Linked DNA regions of Zea mays: region 1 is linked to region 2. The links are chromatin contacts, called in public Hi-C maps. All regions are on one chromosome and are shown on one strand. The core of a region is the stretch at or near the end of the contact, and the rest is flanking DNA. Distances in the headings are between cores, read along the strand shown. Region 1 holds the start of LOC103644219 (polygalacturonase ADPG2). Region 2 holds the start of LOC103645703.

The links. A called contact is a pair of places that touch in the nucleus more often than the background predicts.
Region 1: a Hi-C map of bundle sheath shows a contact between it and region 2, with 4 times the contacts expected there. The contact joins the promoter of LOC103644219 here to the promoter of LOC103645703 in region 2. A contact is called at or near these places in 13 of 25 Hi-C or Micro-C datasets (bundle sheath, ear, endosperm and 4 more) and 1 of 3 datasets of contacts at active chromatin or transcription factors (seedling).

The regions. Positions count from the first base shown.
Region 1 is chr1:297,831,641-297,836,512 of Zm-B73-REFERENCE-NAM-5.0, forward strand. It overlaps LOC103644219 (polygalacturonase ADPG2), which reads left to right and starts at 1,945. Exons shown (of 3, transcript XM_008667417.2): 1 at 1,945-2,587; 2 at 2,686-2,914; 3 at 3,008-3,804. The coding sequence starts at 2,030. The coding sequence ends at 3,648.
Region 2 is chr1:297,687,664-297,692,586 of Zm-B73-REFERENCE-NAM-5.0, forward strand. It overlaps LOC103645703, which reads left to right and starts at 2,474. Exons shown (of 11, transcript XM_020547016.1): 1 at 2,474-2,591.

The DNA of each region.
Region 1 (4,872 bases), core at 695-3,194, 140 kb after region 2:
GCCCACATGATCGATCGTAGGTTTCCTAAGATGACACCTCCTGCTTTACTCTTCAAAACGATACACTCAACCGCAGTAATTTCTCTCCCTACAAGAAATGCATAGATGAAAGGGGATTTCTTGTTATGATAGGGATAATGGATTATATGTATTGAAAGTGAAAGAATTGTCTCATTAGATGTAAAAAAGGATAATTCACATCCCCGACCATCGTGGGCGAGGCGGTTGCCTCGTATAACTTATGGATATGGCATGCTTTTTCAGTGGCGGGATAGAACAACGACGTGAACGTGCTCAACCAATAATTAATTGTTCTTTGTCGACATGTTTTAAGGGTGAAGTAACAAAGGTGGACTTCATGGTAAACAGTTACGAGTATAACCGGAGGTACTACTTTGCTAATGGCATATATCTTCGATGGCCGGTATTTGTAAAGACCATCCTGCTCCCATAAAACTCCAAATAAGTGGATGTTTGTTGCATGCCTGAAAGATACACGGGAGGACATTCATATTCTTGCAACGCTAGGCTATTCTTTTTTCCCACCAGGCATTAGTGTGATTATTATACGTGTACGTGTACGTATCATTTTGTACAATATAATATAAAAATGAACGTGTACGATCGTATGACGTGGACGGCTATGAAAATAAGCAAATAAATTTTTTTTGTTGGGATTTCATGTAATTTGAAGGGGCACAATATGATTTTGTATGTTGTCATGGGCACTGAGTCTTTCCCTCCTGACTGAGACGGATGGGTGCCGGTGCCCCCGTCGGCGGGACAGTGGTACTGTGTACGTTATCACACAAGCCTTAACTGCGGATGGTGAAAACAACCGATAATGACCTCGATGCTGATCGGCAGACACGCACTGTACCTCGTCATCATCGTGACAGCCATCGTGGCTGTGCTTCGTTGTTCACCGCCGATCCGATCGATCTGCTGGACGGCCATCTGCTGCCACGCCCACGCGCACCGTCGGCTGGACGGCCGCCATCAGACTCCTGTCTCTTTGGGTCTCCCTGCTCCGATGAGTACTCATCTTGTCTCTCTTGCTAGAGCCTAGAGGTCCAGAACCGTCTCCAGCAGACACGCCTATACGGACTACAGATTCGGATGCGAATTCCCCCATACTGGGTCATATTATTACTATACAAAATAGAAACTCACTGAACAACTCGCTGCTCAAAACACAGCAAATTAACTGATATCGGTTTTCTTTTTTCTTTTCTTTTTCCTTTTTGAACAGATAAAGACCGAAAGGGCAACCAGAGCCACAGGCCACCAGCGGTGCAGAGCCTACGAGAAAGGACTGGACACTGCGGCTGCGGGCCCCCTACTACAATTTTACTTCCAGCAAAAAGTCGCAGCATAGATAGGCTTAACGGAACTGGGGGAAAAAGGACCTCCGAAAATGCAGTAGGGCAGGCCCGTGCAAATCTGGGCTAAGGAAGACAAATTCAAGCTGGGCTATGATTGGGCCTCTCTCCCTGCTAACATGATGGGCTCGGCTCATCTAGCACAGGGCACACCAAAGAATGGGGCTACTTGACCTGCACCAAGGTACATGTGCCAACTGTTTGGTGGCGAGATGCAGAATTCGAGAAATTTTGTCACGAGGATCCAGCAGGAGGCTCAGATTCAGGTTCTGTCACGGTACTCATTTTTATCCCTCTGGCGCAATACCTGAAGCAAGAATCTTATCCACGGGTTCCCTTCCGTCCGCAAGCATGGCTGCATGCTGCAGGCACGCTCCAGGCCAGCCTAACCTCTGCCCTCCGCGTGTGCGTGATCCTTCAACGGCAACGCAACCCCCAGACAGAATAGAATCCCTAGTTCGTCCCGGCGCGCGCGTCACGATCCCGACACCAAGCTGGGCAAAAACCAAAACTGCGTCGGCTCAGGTCCCCCGCGACCAGAATTTAAAGCTGAAGCCGCGAGCACGATCGCCTCCGACTTCAGTTCCGTGCTGACGACGCGATTCACTTCAGAGTTGAGGCCTGTCCATCGGTGCTTGGCGCTGCCCATGGCGTCCAGCATGAAGCCGACAATGCTCGCGTCCACGGCGGCCCTGCCCCTCCTCGCGCTCCTCCTCCTCCTCCTCCACCTCTCGTCCGGCGCTCTCGAGGCCGTAGTAGTAAGCGCGAGCAACGGCACCGCAGCCGACGGTGCGAGCTACACGTGCAGCGGGTCCCTGACGTGGCCGTCGTCGTCTCACCAGAGCGTGTTCAGCCTCGACCGCTACGGCGCCCGCGGCGACGGCAGGCACGACGACACGGGCGCGCTCGCCAGGGCGTGGGAGGCGGCGTGCGCCTCGCCGCGGCCGGCCGTCCTGCTCGTCCCCGGCGGCAGGCGCTACCTGCTCAAGCTCGTCGTCCTGCGTGGCCCGTGCAGGTCCCGCGTCGCGGTCACCGTGAAGGGCACCCTGGTGGCGTCGCCCAACAGGGCGGACTGGAGCGACAGCGACCGGAGGCACTGGATCGTGTTCCGGAGCGTCGACAGGCTCACTGTCCACGGCCGTGGCTCCATCGACGGCAACGGACACAGCTGGTGGCCGCACTCGTGCAAGATCAACAAGGCTCTGGTAGTATAAAGCTGTGGCGCCGACCGGTTCTAAAAACGAAGTGTGTGTGTCATGTGTGACCTCCTAACTGAACTGGCTTCTTCTCTCTTTCTCTATAGCCCTGCAAGGCGGCTCCAACGGCTCTGTCGTTCCACTACTGCACCAATCTAAGGGTGGAGAATCTCAAGATGATGAACAGCCAGCAGATCCACATGTCGATCGAGGACTGCGCCAGCGTGCAGGTGTCAAGGCTGTCCATCACAGCACCCGGCACGAGCCCTAACACCGACGGCATCCACATCACGCGCAGCAAAGATGTGCGCGTCACGAACTGCAAGATCAAGACAGGTACGTAGTAGTAGTAGCAGCCAACACGTACGCCAAGCCATGGACACCACTACTATGCCTTCAATTCAAACTTTTCCCTGCTCAATTTCGCAGGAGACGACTGCATGTCGATCGAGGACGGGACGCACGGCCTCCACGTCTCCGGCGTCGTCTGTGGCCCCGGGCACGGGATCAGCGTCGGGAGCCTAGGAGACGACGACTCGCGAGCGGAGGTCTCCGGCATCACCATAGACTCAGTGCAGCTACACGGCACCACCAACGGGGCCCGGATCAAGACGTACCAGGGAGGCAGCGGGTACGCCAGGGACATCACGTTCCAGAACATGGCCATGCACGGCGTCAGGAACCCGATCGTCATCGACCAGAGCTACTGCGACAGGGCCGAGGCTGAGCCGCCGTGCCGGGAGCAGAGGTCGGCGGTGCAGATCAGCGACGTCGTCTTCAGGAACATCCGGGGGACGACCGTCACCAGGGACGCCATCAGGATGAGCTGCAGCAGGGACGTCCCGTGCCGGGGCATCGTCCTGCAGAACATTGACCTCAAAATGCAGGGCGGGAAGGGACACGCGGAGAGCACCTGCCAGAATGCCAAGTGGAGAAAGTCCGGAAAGGTCGTTCCGCAGCCGTGCACCTCGAAGGAGGAGGGCAAGGTTGGGCAGCTGTTGGAGTTCCTCTTAGATCACGAGCTCGCGTCGTCTTTGCGCTCGTGGAGTTCCTGGTCACTGTGGAACTAGAGACCTGCATGCAGTTCGTCGTTTTGCTGCTGTGCTCAGTGAGTACGTCAGTGTATTTGTCATTTCCTTCACGTAAGTAGTACGTAACACCCATGCATGTATAATGTACTGTTATATATATTAATATATAGCAACCACAACCACGCATCCACATCAGCTGCTTGTATTTTAGGGGACATGACGCTTGAGATTTCAGAATCAAACATGGTGTGGCGACCTGGACAGCTCTAAACATCGCGCATAATTGGGCGTCTTGGCCTATTGTCCTGGTCCCACACCTATTTGAGCCACAAAAAAAACAACAAGAAGAAACACCCTTCTGATAAGACGGTAAACATTTCACTTATTCGGACTATGCGTGAGTGCTCAATGATCGTGGATATTATTACACACCAAAATAGATGACTAAGGGTCTAAGGCCCTGTTTGGAACTACTCGAGCTCCAGAAATTTTAGTGGATGAATTGGTGAACAGGTTATTATGTGTTCTAGAAAATCATAAAGTTACATTTACAAACCTTTATAAGACATTTGGACAAATTATTTTATTTATTGTCTAGATTAAAAATCTATAACTATTTAGATTTATATTATAAACTATAGCTCCACGTTGAAGCTGGAACCTATAGCCATGCCAAACACCCGCTAAGTATTTGAGCATAATTACCATGAATGGGTTTGTTATAGCTCGCTAGGGGTAGTGTATCATTGATGCAGACATAATCAAAAGGTTTTGACCACTGTTCATATATGATTCAAAGGTCTCAAACCTCTCAATGACAAGAGATCTTTTATCATTATCTTTGGATGGTTACTCTTCGGCACATGTGAGGATGTCTTAAGACACCCGAAATTGATTCCCTATACTAGGGTATTTAGTTTTGAGCTCAAGGGCAATGGGATACATGTTCTCAGCGGAACACTGTCACACCCGTTTCCAAGGGCAGAGCCGGGTGCATCGCATATGTGTGCCAGGATCTATTTCCACACATATGTTGACGTCACAAGTGTAATATATCAAAAGAACAATGCATAAGAGCGTAAATAACGATTATATTAACATATTACACTTCAAACAAACATAATGTCTTAACCTTTATTCATCAAAGTACAGCGAACATGGACATCCATCCACAGGAAGATGACCGGGGGTATCACTAGACTAGCATCCATGGAGTTCAGCATCATATCTTCATCTGCAACTTCTGATCAAAATTAAGCAAGG
Region 2 (4,923 bases), core at 1,224-3,723:
GGACTGTCCGGTGCGACTCCGGTGCGACTCCGGTGCAACGGCTATCTCCGCGCCAACGGCTCTCTGCGGTGCAATAAATGCGCGCGCAGCGCGCGCAGATGGCAGGCGTGCCCATACTGGCACACCGGACAAGGAACAGTAGATGTCCGGTGTGCACCGGACATCCTGGAGGGCCCACAAGTCAGAAGTTCCAACGGTCAGAATCCAACGGCAGTGATGACGTGGCAGGGGGCACCGGATTGTCCGGTGCGCCATCGAGCAGACAGCCTTCCAACGGCCACTTTTGGTGGTTGGGGCTATAAATACCCCAACCACCTCACCATTCATGGCATCCAAGTTTTCCACTTCTCAACCACTTACAAGAGCTAGGCATTCAATTCTAGACACACCCAAAGTGATCAAATCCTCTCCAATACAACACAAAGCCCTAGTGACTAGTGAGAGAGATTTGCCGTGTTCATTTGAGCTCTTGCGCTTGGATTGCTTTCTCTCTTTCATTCTTTCTTGTGTTCAATACTCACTTGTAACCAAGGCAAGAGACACCAACTGTGTGGTGGTCCTTGCGGGGAGGTTTTGCTCCCGGTTGATTTGAGAAGAGAAAAGCTCACTCGGTCGAGAGGGACCGTTTGAGAGAGGGAAAGGGTTGAAAAAGACCCGGCCTTTGTGGCCTCCTCAACGGGGAGTAGGTTTGAGAGAACCGAACCTCGGTAAAACAAATCCTCGTGTCTCACTTCATTATTTGCTTGCGATTTGTTTTCACGCCCTCTCTCTCGGACTCGATTATATTTCTAACGCTAACCCGGCTTGTAGTTGTGTTTATATTTGTAAATTTCAGTTTTGCCCTATTCACCCCCCTCTAGGCGACTTTCAGTCCCCCTAGTTTATGAGATCACGATAGTTGGCGCGCCAGATAGGAGAACATAAGCAGCCAAGTGACACCTTCCACTCTGATGGCTCAATCATCAGCGTTCATCGGCGGCGAGACCTTTATGTCCGAGAGCTGCATCACGTTCGATTCCCTTGACTTCCCCCCACCGCCACCGGTGAGCTTCACCTCGCCGACACCAACGCGTTCGCCGCGACGGGCGCAAGACACGCTCTGCCACCACCAAAAGTAAGGCAAAAAATCAACGCCTCAAGAGGCGTGCCGCCGCCCTCAATCGACGCCTTAACAGGCTCGCAGATCGACACCAACAGGGTGTTTGGTTTTGGAACAAATTTTTAGTCTCTTTTAGTCCCTTGCCGGACGCATGGACCAAAAGAGGGATTATCTCTATTTTAGGCGGTGTTTGGTTTCTTAGAACTAGTATTTAGTCCCTCCATTTTAGTCCCTTTTAGTCTCTCAATTGCCAAACACAGGGACTAAAATATGAATTATCTCTATTTTAATATATGTGTTTAGTAATTTAGAAACTAAAAGAGACTAAAATTAATAGACTAAGGGCCTGTTTATTTCGTTGGAATTGAATTCCATTTTAATAATTATAATTTGGACAAAACTAATTAAGTTTATATATTTATATATGTAATATATTGTATATTATCCTAAATCATATGAGAGAGATAGTTATATACTACATTTATGTTATAAAGGCGTAAGTAGAAGAATGTGCTATAAGTTGTACATCGGAAAAATAACATGTAAATCTATAGAATCCATTTCCATCTCTCACCCCATGAATTTGAGGTAGACTTATATGATAACTTTGGAAAGTGGTGGAATGTCATATTCTAAAAAATAGCCTATTCCATTAGTAAGATTCCAATTCCTCGAAATGAAAGAAAACAAACGGGGCCTAAAAATAAATCCCTAGAAACCAATCACCTCCTTAGTAGGTGTCTGTTTAGGATTATAAGCTGATCAGATTACATAATCTAGCAAATTTTGAACTAACACTTAGTTCAAAAGTTGTTGGATTATATAATCCGGATAGATTATAATCTCAAACAAACACCCTCTTAGGGGATGTTTGGGATGGCTCAAGGTTCCATCTTCAGTGTGGAGATATAGTTTATAATATTAATTTAAATAGTTTTAAAAATATTTTAATATGAATAATAAACAAAATAACTTATCTAAATATCTTCTAAAGTTTTACAACTCCAGCTCCATAATTTTATGATCACCTAATGACCTTCTTCACTAATTCTACTAAATTTTATGGAACTGAAGTTGTTCCAAAGAGGAGCTTAGTTAGTGTTTAGCAATAGGAACTAAAAGTGACTAGAATGGTTTGAGTTGGGCCGGGTATTCTTCCTGGGTCCTGAATGAAGGTGCTTCCTCGAGAGACCGATGGGATGGTTCGAGTTGGGCTGGGTATTTCAGAGGCCCCGCCCGTCGCATCTCACGTGTGCAGTGTGCTGTACATCTGCAGGTAACGAAAAAGGCACAAAACATCAGCCCGTAATACAGCATGCAAGCGAGGCCCACGTAAAACAAAGGCACAAAAAGGCAGATGCCAGTACAAGCCCTGCCCCTACGCAAGTCGCCACTGGCCACTGCTCACTCTCTCACCCACCCACTCTCCTACTGCGCGTTGACGAACGCTGTCGCTGGCTAGCTGCAGGCGGAGTTCGCTTTCGTCTTCCAGGTTAGTGCTTTTCCCGTTGCCTGTTCCACCCTGATGGCAGATCTAGCTTTACCCTACTGGCCGGTCCGAGCTCAATCTGTGGGAGCCCTCAGCTCTGTTGGTCGTCTATTGCATTGGTAGAGAGGTCAACGCGGTGAAGGAAGAGCTGAACTGAATCGGTCTTTAGTTTCTGTATGTCCCAGTATACTTAATGCAGATCCGTTTTACATTAGAAGAGTAATGCACATCATGGTATGATGAATACATACCAGATCCAGTTCTACATAAAAAAAAGCAATGCACGTCATATTTACAAATTTGTCAGACCTAATTTAGAAAAATAATAATATAATATACAAGAGGCGTAAGCACGTTCTTAATCCCTTCCCGCACGTCTCGCTTAGCAAATACAGAGGGAAAATAATGATGACAATTGGATAAGCTTATCACGTAGTATGGGTGCCGTACGATGACACATAATCATATAACAGTGTAACGGCCGGAAAACACATGAAAGCCCAGTGCCAAATTATCATGATGGATCCTTGACCCTTTCAACAAAAATATCCAAAAAATAAGTTAATATTAAAATAGGCATATAATCCATGTACCAGATACAAAAGTATGAGATACAAAACTGGTAAAAGAAAATACTACATTTTATCTTAGCTAAAAATTAAGAAATATACTAGTTAAAAAGGAGGTCTTTCTTTTTTAAAAATTTTAACAGGGTGAATGCGTGATACTATACGGGAGTCATGCTCTACGTGCGATTTCGTGTCATCGTGTTTGGACTTAGGCCTAGTTTGTTTTGAGGGATTAAACATTAGTCCATTCATTTTATTATCATTTAGTCTCTAAATTAACAAACAGTAGGACTAAAATATAGATTGAACTATTTTAGACTTTAGTCCTCGAGGGGTGACTAAAAATTTAAAAGAGACTAAACCATATTAATTTCACCTTTTTCTCTCGTTTTTTTCAGTTGCACTAATAGCGGGAGAATGCTAAAAGGTATTTTGATCTACTTATGATTAATTTAATGCGTTCTAAATATTTTTAGTTTATAGAACCAAACAATGACTAAGATTTAGTCGTCTAAGGTCATTCTCAGTGGAAGTTTTATTGTACGGTTTCTAAAAGTGACACATCAACTTTTATCTATAAAACAGTGTATTCTGAGTTTCATCTAGATAAAATCCTCTCTTCTCCCATAAAACCCTCTCCATCTCTCTCACCATAAATACCTTGCCATATCATCAAATATGATGATGTGTCTTATCATTTAACGAGAATAAAATTATGATAAAACTTCTACTGATAATGGCTCAACTAAGGCCTCTTTTGTTTGTCCCGGATTCATCCAGGAACTATTCTAGTTGACCAAAACTTATATAAATTAGATAAATAATTTAGATCCTGTTCGATTTTCAGGGATTCGAGCCTCGGATTGAATTCTAGCCGGATTACTTCTCTAATTTATATAGATTTTGACGAGCTGTAACGAATCCTGGTCTATTCCGGTACAACCGAACAGGCCCTTAGCTAGGAACCATTCCACGGTTAGTCCCTGCAAGGAACCATTAGGGCCTGTTCGCTTCTTCAGGAATGAACCCGAATTTATTCCAGCTCATTAAAATTTATATAAATTAGAGAAGTAATTTGGCCAGGAACTATTTCAAGGCTCCAATCCGTGAAAACCGAACAGGCCTTTAGCTGGTTTATAACGGCCTATGCGGAATGTAACAGCTCGTTAATAAAAGAGAAGCGAGGAAGAGAAACTGATCGTGCACGAAGCTCATGCTTCAGAAGAGAATCGAGGAAAGAGAAATTGATCGACGCACGATGTACCAAGCTCGTGCTTTAGAAAGAGTAGAGAGTAGAGAAAGGTGTAGAGATTTGCCGGTTTGGTGGCGGTACGCACGAGCAGGCGCCCGGCGGCGTACGAAATTAGCTCGGGGGCGTACAGGTCGCTCTCGTCTGGCTCGGGGCTGGGTCCGCTGCCGTGGTGGCCGTCCACCGGGCGAGCCGTCGAGGTACCCAATTTCTGCCATGGCGATCCGCCCGGACCAATGCTCGATTCTCCATCTGACCATCGTCGGTAAGCCTCCTGCCCCACTACCGCCCTCCAAAGCGGCGCGCGCGCCACCGCCATCTCCACCCACGCCCACCTTGCTGCCGCGGCCGCCCCGTACCGCTACCGCGCCCTCGATCTGACCCCACGGGGCAGGATGGACAAAGGGAAATCGGTGGTGGCCGAGCTGGTGGCGTCGTTCAGCGATGTCCGTGTCACGCCGCGCCAGCCGCCAGAACCCCAAGCCAAGAGCTTCCTACCGTCGCCCTCCTTCTGTAA